Linked DNA regions of Oryctolagus cuniculus: region 1 is linked to region 2. Evidence: chromatin contacts called from public Hi-C data. All regions are on one chromosome and are shown on one strand. The core of a region is the stretch at or near the end of the contact, and the rest is flanking DNA. Distances in the headings are between cores, read along the strand shown. Region 1 holds the start of SH3RF1 (SH3 domain containing ring finger 1). Region 2 overlaps SH3RF1 (SH3 domain containing ring finger 1).

Region 1 (4,860 bases), core at 22-2,521, 180 kb before region 2:
CTAGTGAGGATAATTTTTGAGTTGTTACAATTTTTTCTTACTTAGAGGGCCCTCATTTGTCTTGAATGGTTTAGCTGTGGCCCTGGAGGAGACTAGAGGATAATCTGATTCCTCTTCAAACTGTCAGCCTGGTTGATGGCCTCTCAGGGATTTCTTGCACAATTTGTCTCTATACCTCCGTCTCCTGGTCCTCATCTAGTTTATGCTCACATTTGAGAAAGGATATTTGGCATACTTTTTGGTTGGTTAACAGAAAATGCAAATAAAATAACAACTTTGAGATCAACGACACCTTTAACTTGCTTTCTCTCTGAACTGAGTCTGAAAAACAAACCCTAACTCCTGTGGACAACACGTTTTTCCAAACTCTTCTTCGGAGTTTACAGGTGTGTGCCTGGAGCAACGAAAACAAAGGTTACAGCGACCATGCCGACGGAGGCCTCCCAGGCGCAGATGAAAGAGGTGTCCCTCAGCTAGCTCCACGGTGCCAGCTCGCCGGAGGTGCCACTTTGAATGCTCCCCTGTAGGGCAGGTATAGCAGAGCCTCCCAAGGCTGAGTTTTAAACCCGCACGAGTGTTCTCCCCTCTGGTTGTGACCGTTCAGGCCAGTGATCCTCCAGGCTGGCTCTGGCTCTCGTCCCGAGACTGGGGCCCGGCGGCTGGACAGCTGTCCTCGGGCTGCCCCCACCGACTCCACGAGCCTCGCCTCGCCTCGCCGGGAACTGAGGGGTAACATTTTGCCCTTGCTCCACCAAGCAAGTATCCGGGGGCCCGACGGGCAGACGCAAAGGGAAAATGGGACCGGTTCTTGCCGGGGTGGCTCCCACCCGCCCGCCGAACCCAGCCTTTCCTACGCCGCAGCCGCTCTCGCCCAGAGAACGGACTGTCCCGGGTCGCCCGGCGCCGCTGGGCAGGAGGATAACGCAGCCAGTCCAAGCCCCGTGGCTCCTTCATCTTCACTCAGCCGCCACTCCCGCCGCCTCCTTCCCTCCCTCGGCAGCTCCATTTTTTTCAGCTCCATTTTTCCCTCAGGGAAAAGGCGTCTGTCCCAAACCCTTCCTCCTCGCTGCCCCCTGGGGTCCTCGCTTCCCCGACTCCCGGCTCTCCCAGCGTCGCCTAAGGCCACTGCCCCCCACCCCGGCCCTGGAGCCAGCGGGGTCCGGCGCGCAGGTACCTCAGCGGCAGGAGGAAGGCGCGGCGGCCGGGCGCCTCCCAGAGGTGCGGCGCCCGCTCCGGGGGGAGGCGCTGTGGCGCGGGGCCGCCCCCTTGCGCCCGGGGCGCCGGCTGCGGCTCGGCCTCCTCCTCCACTACCTCCTCCTCCTCCTCCTCCCTGGCTGGGAAAGTGGGAGGCGGCAGCGGCGGCGGCGTGGTGTGTGCGCGCGTGAGGGGGGCAGCAGAGAGGAGTCTCCCGGTGCCACCGCGGCGTCAGAGACACTGCGAGCGGCGGGCGCGGCGGGGCCGCATCTGCATCGGCCGCCGCCGCCGCTGCGGGGCTGCGAACAAAGAGGAGGAGCCGAGGCGCGAGGTAGGGCGCGCGGCGGCCGCGGGGCTGGCGGGGACGCGGCGTCGGCGGACCCTCTCTGCGGGTCGCTGCGGAGGAGACGGTGGTCTGGGCGTTCTCGCTCCCCTGCACTGGTCAGGCTCTGTCCCCTCACCTTCGGGGTCTCCGTGGGCCAGGAGTCCGGACCTGCGGCCACGGAACCCGCGGCCTCGCTGCCGTCTCCCGGCAGGAAGCAGCCTGGGCTCGGTGCCGCGGTCTCCCGGGGCGCAGCCCAGCACCCCCTGCTTCCCGGATGGCTCCATCTCCCTGGGGACTCTCGCCTCATCTCTGCGGGGTTATAGATCTGTTTCTCCGTGGTACTTTGTAGGGCTGAGTTTCGCAACTTAAGGCCGCGCATTTATTTTTAACTCCTTGAAAACTTCCAGCAGTCGTGGGGGGTGGGGTGGGGTGGGATTTTTGTCCCTGGCTTGACCTGAAGGGAGGCGGAGGTGGGGCTGACTCTTGGAGAGCCCCGTTCCGCGACGGCCCGGGCCGCAGCCCCAGCCCAAGTCCGCCCCTGCCCGGGCGCTGGCGACACCTGGCTCCGGGGTGTGTCTGCGGCGGGCGGCCGCCGCGCCTCCCCGCGGGCTCGGGCAGTACCTGTGCGTGCGGCGTGGGAGGGAGGCGCAGCCCTGTAGCTCCCTCCCGGCCTCACTTTGTCAAGAACAGCTGTTAATGCTTCCATCCAAATCTTTTTACCCCCTTTCTCCTGGGTATTCACGTTTTACATTTATTTTGGTGGCTGGGGGAAAGAGCGGCACAGTAACAGGTTTAAATGCTTTTTCCTGAATGGCCCCATTTTCTTATTATGCTCACAGTTTTCAGTCCAGCATTCCATTGTCAAATTCTTTTGGTGGCAGTTTGGCCAGATTTTCTGAATGGGATTAGAACAGGCCGTTCAGAAATCCGTCCACCACTGCTCTGAAGGGTGCTTTTATGTGCATTTTAGCTGCTTTCCAGCAAGTCTCTAGTTGTGTCCTTAGAATTGTCAACCTTCAGCTCTTTCTGGTTGGGCAAGATTAAGTAGTTGTATTTTTAAGAGCGTCGAAGAAACATATGTATTTAATATTGGGGTCATTTACCACAAAGATCACATGAAGCATGGTTTCTAAGATGCCAAAGTGACTTAAAAATTGGGAACTTCCTCGGATTTAAAAGCGATTTCAGGCAGAGGAAACTTTTGATTGCTTCTGTTCAGCTTATTCTATGAGTTGAAGACTTAATATCATTTTCAGAGCTGAAGAAATTATGTTCTTAATTGCACTTCATAAATCCTGTTTATTGCAAGGATCCTGTATAATGCTTCATAGCTGTTCTGCACAGCAAACTCCTCTATATCTTTAGGGATTAATTTTGAATTGTTTGAAAGGCCCATTTTGTTTTCATTGACTTTGTAGTTGAGGAACCACATCCAAAAGCAAAACTACACCATGCAGAGGAAGCACTGCTGTGTACTTTTCAGCTCTTGGCTTCTCTGTGAACTTTTTCCCCAGATAACAATGCTGATTTTCTCTTTCTCTTTTTCTGCTCTCTCCCCATGACTCTAGAGCAAAGTCTGAAATGGATGTTACATGAATCATTTTAAGGGATGCACACGATTATGAACGTTCCTGAAGCTTTCCTGTCAGTCAAATAGATAAAAGATGGATGAATCTGCCTTGTTGGATCTCTTGGAGTGCCCTGTGTGTCTAGAGCGCCTTGATGCTTCTGCAAAGGTTTTGCCTTGCCAGCACACGTTTTGCAAACGATGTCTGCTGGGGATTGTAGGTTCCCGGAATGAACTGAGATGTCCCGAGTGCAGGACTCTTGTTGGCTCGGGTGTGGAGGAGCTTCCCAGTAACATCCTGCTGGTCAGACTTCTGGATGGCATCAAGCAGAGGCCTTGGAAACCTGGCCCTAGTGGGGGCAGTGGGACCAACTGCACAAATGCGTTAAGGGCCCAGGGCAGCACGGTGGCTAATTGTAGCTCAAAAGATCTGCAGAGTTCCCAGGGTGGACAGCAGCCTCGGGTGCAAGCCTGGAGTCCCCCGGTGAGGGTGAGTAGCCTGCAGAGGCAATTTGGTGTCCACATTCTTTGTTTATTCTTTGGCTTGATGTTTTCCAAATCAGCTTATTGCATAAGAAGCCACACTTTCTTTACCAGATAGGAGATTGTATCTCTGGAGCTTTCTTTTTGTCATGGTGGAATGAGATTGGAGATGATTACTGATAAAATTCTCTCCAGATAGTGTCTGTTATCTTTTAAGATACATTTTGGGAAACAGGTAACCATTATTAAATGAAATCTAAAAAATACAGCAGTATTTTTGTGATGATTTAAAAATGGAAACCTGGTATGGTTTCACCCTTTTGGTGCAGTTGGGAGTGGTAGTTGTGTATGTGTGTGTCCCTATGTGTACGTATGTGGTGAATATATATACATATAAATCATAAGTAGGAAAACAAGCCTTCCTCTTTACATTGCTTAGAGTCATTCTATTGGTTTTATGAATGCACAGCACAAAATTTACTGGTTGGAGGAATTCTTAACAAATCATGGCCACAGGTAGCAGAGCTTCGTTGCCATGGCAACAAAAGGGCATTTACCACTACGCTGAAGCATCTAGCTTTATGTTGGGCTTTACAGGAAGTGAAACAAAGTATTTTCATCAAAATGATTTTTCTTGGGCTTTGGGCTGAAATAATTTTAAGTGAAGCTAAGTGTTCAATTACCACTACTTAAATTTCCAGAAGGTATTCCAAAGAAATATAAATTATGTTGTGAATGATGGCTTCCTGATAAAATGTACTTTTCTCCTTTATGTAAAAAATAAAATAGTCATGGATGCCAGCTAATTGAAACAATTCCATTTTTGTTGGAAGAAGCAATTTTTTTATTTTTTTTTTAAATATTTATTTATTTGCAAGGCAGAATGACAGAGAGGCAGAAGCTGAGAGAGAGGGAGGGAGGGAGAGAAAGAGAGACCTTCCATTCGTTGTTTCACTCCTTAGATAGCTGCAACAGCCTCAGCTGTGCTGATCTGAAGCCAGGAGCCAGGAGCTGCTTCCAGGTGTCTCACGAGGGTATGGGGGCCGAGGACTTGGGCTATCTTCCACTGCTTTCTCGGGCCATAGCAGAGAGTGGGATTGAAGCAGCTGGGACTCGAACCAGTGCCCATATGGGATGCTGGCACTACAGGCAGCAGCTTTACCCGCTATGCCACAGCCCCAGCCCCAGCAGTTTTCCTAATTGGTTAAATAGGTAAAATCTCTTTGTCAAGAATGGTTAATCTATATGGGAATTTTTGTCAAATATTCAGTCAACATTCAAAATTTACTTT
Region 2 (4,754 bases), core at 213-2,712:
TGCTTCAGGGCCATCGTTACTTTGAACATGCTGTTCTTAAAACTCTGTAAGACTAATTCCATTCATTTTTAAGACATTCTGTCTTTAAAGTTCTGAGTCATTTTTCTTGCATGCAATTGTTCTGTCTCCCATTTTGCTGATGGATGGTGCTTTCCATCTGTTTCTGTCTTGGCAGGGCAGTGACAAACGCTTCCCAAGCTAAAGTCCCTATGTCGACTGCTGCTCAGACAAGTCGGGGGGTGACCATGGTCAGTCCTTCCACTGCAGGAGGGCCTGTCCAGAAGCTCCAGGGAAATGGTGTGGCTGGGAACCCCAGCGTGGTCCCCACGGCGGTGGTGTCTGCAGCTCACCTCCAGACAAGTCCTCAGGCTAAGGTCTTACTGCACATGACTGGGCAGATGACAGTCAACCAGGCCCGCAATGCCGTGAGGACAGGTAAGGAAGGAAACCAGGCTGGAATACTTCAGGGAAAGGATTGATCTCTTATCTTTTATGATAGATATTGAGGAAAATAGGCATAATATGAACATAATAGGAAATAGAAGCAGCACAGTATCTTCATTTGGGATATGCTTGCCCTGCCTAAGATTCCAAGCCTGATCTATGTAGAACTACAGTTTGAAGGACATTAGAGTGATCCTAAGGATGTCTGTAGTCCTTGAAAACATGATGTCAAGCCTTAGGGCCTCATGATCTCAAATCTCACTGTTACTAGTTGCATGACCACTGCATGATCCTCGCTAACTGGGGTTCTGTTTGTTTTTGATGAATGTAGCCATTTGTCTGTTTTAGCTGCAGTGGGATCTTGAATAGCTTTTTTGATTTACAGCATCGAAAACCTGCTAAGGTAGGTAACTATAAACTAAAGCCTTGAGAACAGGATCATAGAAACAGAAAGAAGGAAAAGGCCAGTGTGGACTGGCACTGTGGCATAGCGTCAGAGACTGGCTCAGTGTATCTAATGCTGTGGAAAGGTTTTCTCTGTAACTCAAGGGCCTTGGGGTTACACCTGAGCTTCCAGGCACTCACAGACTTGAGGATTGACTTGGAAGAAAAATAATATCTAGGGACTCCACCAAGATTGTTTGTATACCACCATGCATCCATTCTTTTATTGTAATAGATGCAATAGCAACCTTGCAGTAGGATCTGTTGCAGTGGAATGACTTGTTTAGGTGATTAGCAATTAATAGGAAGTTGACTTTTGCTGTGTTTCCTTCTGTCCTCTGCTAGTTGCAGCACACAGCCAAGAACGCCCTACAGCAGCAGTGACGCCTATCCAGGTACAGAACGCCGGCTGCCTTGGCCCTGCGTCTGGGGGCCTGCCCCATCATTCGTTGGCCTCTCCACAACCTCCGCCTCCAATGGCAGCCTCTGCTGCCCACGTCGCTGCTGTCAGCATCAGTCGAGCCAATGCCCCCCTGGCCTGTGCAGCAGCGGCTTCACTGACCTCCCCAGGTGTCACCACTGCCTCTCTGGAGACGGAGCCCAGTGGCCGGGCGGTGACCATTCTCCCTGGTCTTCCTGCGTCTTCTGACAGTGCTTTATCAGCTTGTGGAAACAGTTCAGCCACCAAACCAGACAAGGATAGTAAAGTAAGATCAACTTCCTGTTTCTCTACTTGGGTTGTGTCCCGTGGCTTCTAGCTGGTAAAAAGACTCATTGTTCCACAGTCCTTCAAGCGCTCACCATGGGTGAGTTGCTGTGCCAGGTGCTAGGAATGTGGTGGGGCAGAAATCTGGGCTCCACCCTGCCCGCTTATCCAGATCACATGTTCTCTGCATTAAACACCCACTAGCTGCCAGGTCCTACGTTGGGTGTGAGGGAGACCACAGTGAGGAAGGCTTGGTCACTCCTCCTCATGAAGCTTCCAGCCTCCTGGAGGAGTGTTGTCTCCCCTTTGGTTACTCATTCTGTCCTCATTTTGCTGTCCTCGGTTCTTCCTGTTCATTCAGTCTTGCTGGTCAACAGTTGTATTTTTGAAAAAAAAATTTAATATATGAAGAGGTTGAAAGAGCAGATCAAATATGTTATTTGTGGATTGATTTTCTCTACTGTACATCTGACCATAATCACATGGTTCCTGAGAAATAGGAATTAAAATACAAGGAAGAGTTTTCTTTTAAAATCATAGATTTCATAAATCTCTCATTTGGGGCCAAATTTCAAGAAAAATGAATGGAAAGGTAGGTTTGAAAGATTGGTGGTTAGAGGCAAGGAAACCTGGTAGAGGTTAAATGTGAACAGAAAGAGTAGAGCTGATGACAAGATCTGGACAACTGTTGTAATCACGACTTTTTCCTTAAATTGTCAAGTATTTCCCCTAAAGCTCTAGACCAGTTCTGGGAAGCTCTAGGGTAATCATAAACTCTTAGCCACCTGATTCAGTGGTAATGTGTGCTGCTGAGTTTAAATGCTTGCTAAGCTTATAAACAGGAGTTTATAAGGAAATAAACTTTACACCCTACTTAAAAGTTAATATTTAATTGTTTGGGTAACATGAGAATTTTTGAAAAAGATTTGTATCTGAACAGTGTTTATAATTAACTGCATTAATATACTCAACCTGGCATTTGTATTCTGTTAATATCTTTAAAAGAATTGTTTATATGGTTTAGATTTTAAGGCTTAAAGACAATGTGGCTTCAGGTCCTTGTCACAGATGAAAATAGAGGCTGTTCAGTTTCTGCCCTCCCACTGCAGGGTTTATAGAATCTTCAAGTCTGCAAAGGTGCCAATGGAGACAGAAAAATGGCTTTCCAAGGATATCCACCTCCTAATCCCTGGAAACTTTGAGTATATTTCCTTGCAAGGGACAAGGGACTTGCAGATGGGACTAAATCCAGAGTGTTGAGATGGGAGGATTGTCCTGGAGTATCTGGGTGGGCCCAGTGCATTACAAGGATCCTCATTAAGGGGAGGCAAAAGGGTCAGGACCAGAGGAGGAGATGTGGTAGTGAAGCAGATGTGAGAAAGAAGCCACAGCAGAGGATGCCGGTGGCCTCTGGAATCCAGAAAAGGCAAGGAAACACTCTACACTCCCAGCCCCCGGAAGGAATGAGACCCCGCCAACACCTTGACTTTAGGTTTTTTGTTATTGTTGTTTTGTTTTTTAAGATTAATTCTATTTATTGAAAGAATTACAGAGAGAGGTAGAGTAAGAGAGAGAGGTCTTCCATCCACTGGTTCACTCTCCAGATGGCCACAATGGCTGGAGCTGTGCCAATCAGGAGCCAGGAGCTTCTTCTAGGTCTCCCACATGGGTGCAGGGACCCAAGGACTTGGGCCATCCCCCACTGCTTTCCCACAGCAAACTAGTACAGGACCTTAAGGGTCATCCCATGGAGTGGTCATCTCTGACAGATGGCTGCTGGCCTCTGCTGGAACACCCCAGTGACCACAAATACCCTAGCCCTGATCACCCTGTGGCATTTCAGAGCTCTAACTTGGTGGCAGATGATTGAGCACTTGTGCCCTGTGCCTTCCAACCCTTGTTCCTTGTTTTCAGGGGCCACATAGAAAGTGTTGATCTTTTTTATGCAATGCCCTGAGGTATGTTCACGCTTATCCTCTTAGGTCTTCTTTAAGTCTATACTCTGGGAATCTTTTTCATCTGTTCTGCACATCACAGATTTTACATTTTCTCTTGTTAAATCTACCACCTTTCTTCCGGTGGATATAAATTCAGTAATACCATGATTGTCATCACTGGGATCCTCACCCATAATGCCATTTAGCCTACTGTCTTCTGTCACGGCTGCAAGGACATTGTGGGATAACTCACCAAGGTGCCACGTTGAGATCCACCTGTCTTTTGTGTTCTGCCATCACAGCAGCTCCCTGGTTTTGCCTCATCATTTCTGCTGTTACTGATTGTTAGCAAACATCTCCTGGAAGAGGTTCACCCAAAGTGTCATTTCCTTTTGCAAGCACTCATAAACCTTTCTTTTTTTTTTTTTTTTTTTTTTTTGAAAGCCAATGTACTCCAGATTTTTATTATCAGATCAGAACAAATGAAGTAGCAGCAAAGGGGTCCACAGTTTGGCTTCTGGTAAACCTTTCATTTTAATACTAAAGTTTCCCTGTGAGTCTACAAAGTCCATTGTTGTCTTCTTTTTGAAAACTGGGACTAACTTGCCCTTCTTTGCCTATGGAGTTGACCCTGCCAGAGTCTCTCAAAGATTGAGGTTGTGTTTCTGTGGTTAGCTTTCTCTGTACACTGGAGTGAATTCACCCTGTCGAGTAGTCCTTTATTCTCTCCCAGTCTCCACCGGTTTCCCTCTCATGAAGGTTTGTTCTTCTTTTCCAGTCTGAAGATTATCCTCCTCTTTCTTCTTGCCTTCTGAGAACCACCACCCACCCCGGACAGCAGATCTGTATTTTTCTTGTTCTTGCTTCAAACATAACTCTATAAAATAGCACTTTAAAAATATGTTTTTGTCTTTAGCATTTTTGCAGGTTTAAACTCATTCTGATCATTCATGCTTCTTGAATTGTATGGGCCCTGTCCTGTTCTTTGTTATGGGCCTTTCTCTTGGTCTTTTTGCACAGGTTCTTTAAAACCTTGAGCCCATTAGACTGCTCCCTGGGAGGTCACATCAGTACCTTTATATGCCTTTATGTTTCATCTGCAGGGGTAATTTGCAGTTGTATGGCCAGAAGTTCACTTTTGAGAGCCCTCCCATTCCTCTTGAAGCATCTCCCTTTTTGAATTTCATGTCATGCGTATATTTTCTTTGAACTTTTATAATCTG

What was found. Hi-C and Micro-C count contacts between places; a contact is called where the count stands out from the background.
Region 1: a Hi-C map of skin fibroblasts shows a contact between it and region 2, with 1.6 times the contacts expected there. The contact joins the promoter of SH3RF1 here to the enhancer-like site in region 2.

Annotation. Positions count from the first base shown.
Region 1 is chr2:51,899,790-51,904,649 of mOryCun1.1, reverse strand. It overlaps SH3RF1 (SH3 domain containing ring finger 1), which reads left to right and starts at 1,271. Exons shown (of 12, transcript XM_017338128.3): 1 at 1,271-1,525; 2 at 3,088-3,576. The coding sequence starts at 3,184. LOC138848463 (a long non-coding RNA gene) reads right to left here and starts at 1,830. Exons shown (of 3, transcript XR_011386269.1): 1 at 1,656-1,830.
Region 2 is chr2:51,723,864-51,728,617 of mOryCun1.1, reverse strand. It overlaps SH3RF1 (SH3 domain containing ring finger 1), which reads left to right. Exons shown (of 12, transcript XM_017338128.3): 9 at 176-435; 10 at 1,234-1,283. Among named protein-coding and RNA genes, the nearest start is that of CBR4, 130 kb to the right of the region's middle. Within about 2 kb of position 1,462, at least 1 of the 8 cell types and tissues checked has an H3K27ac peak or open chromatin away from gene starts, as enhancers often do.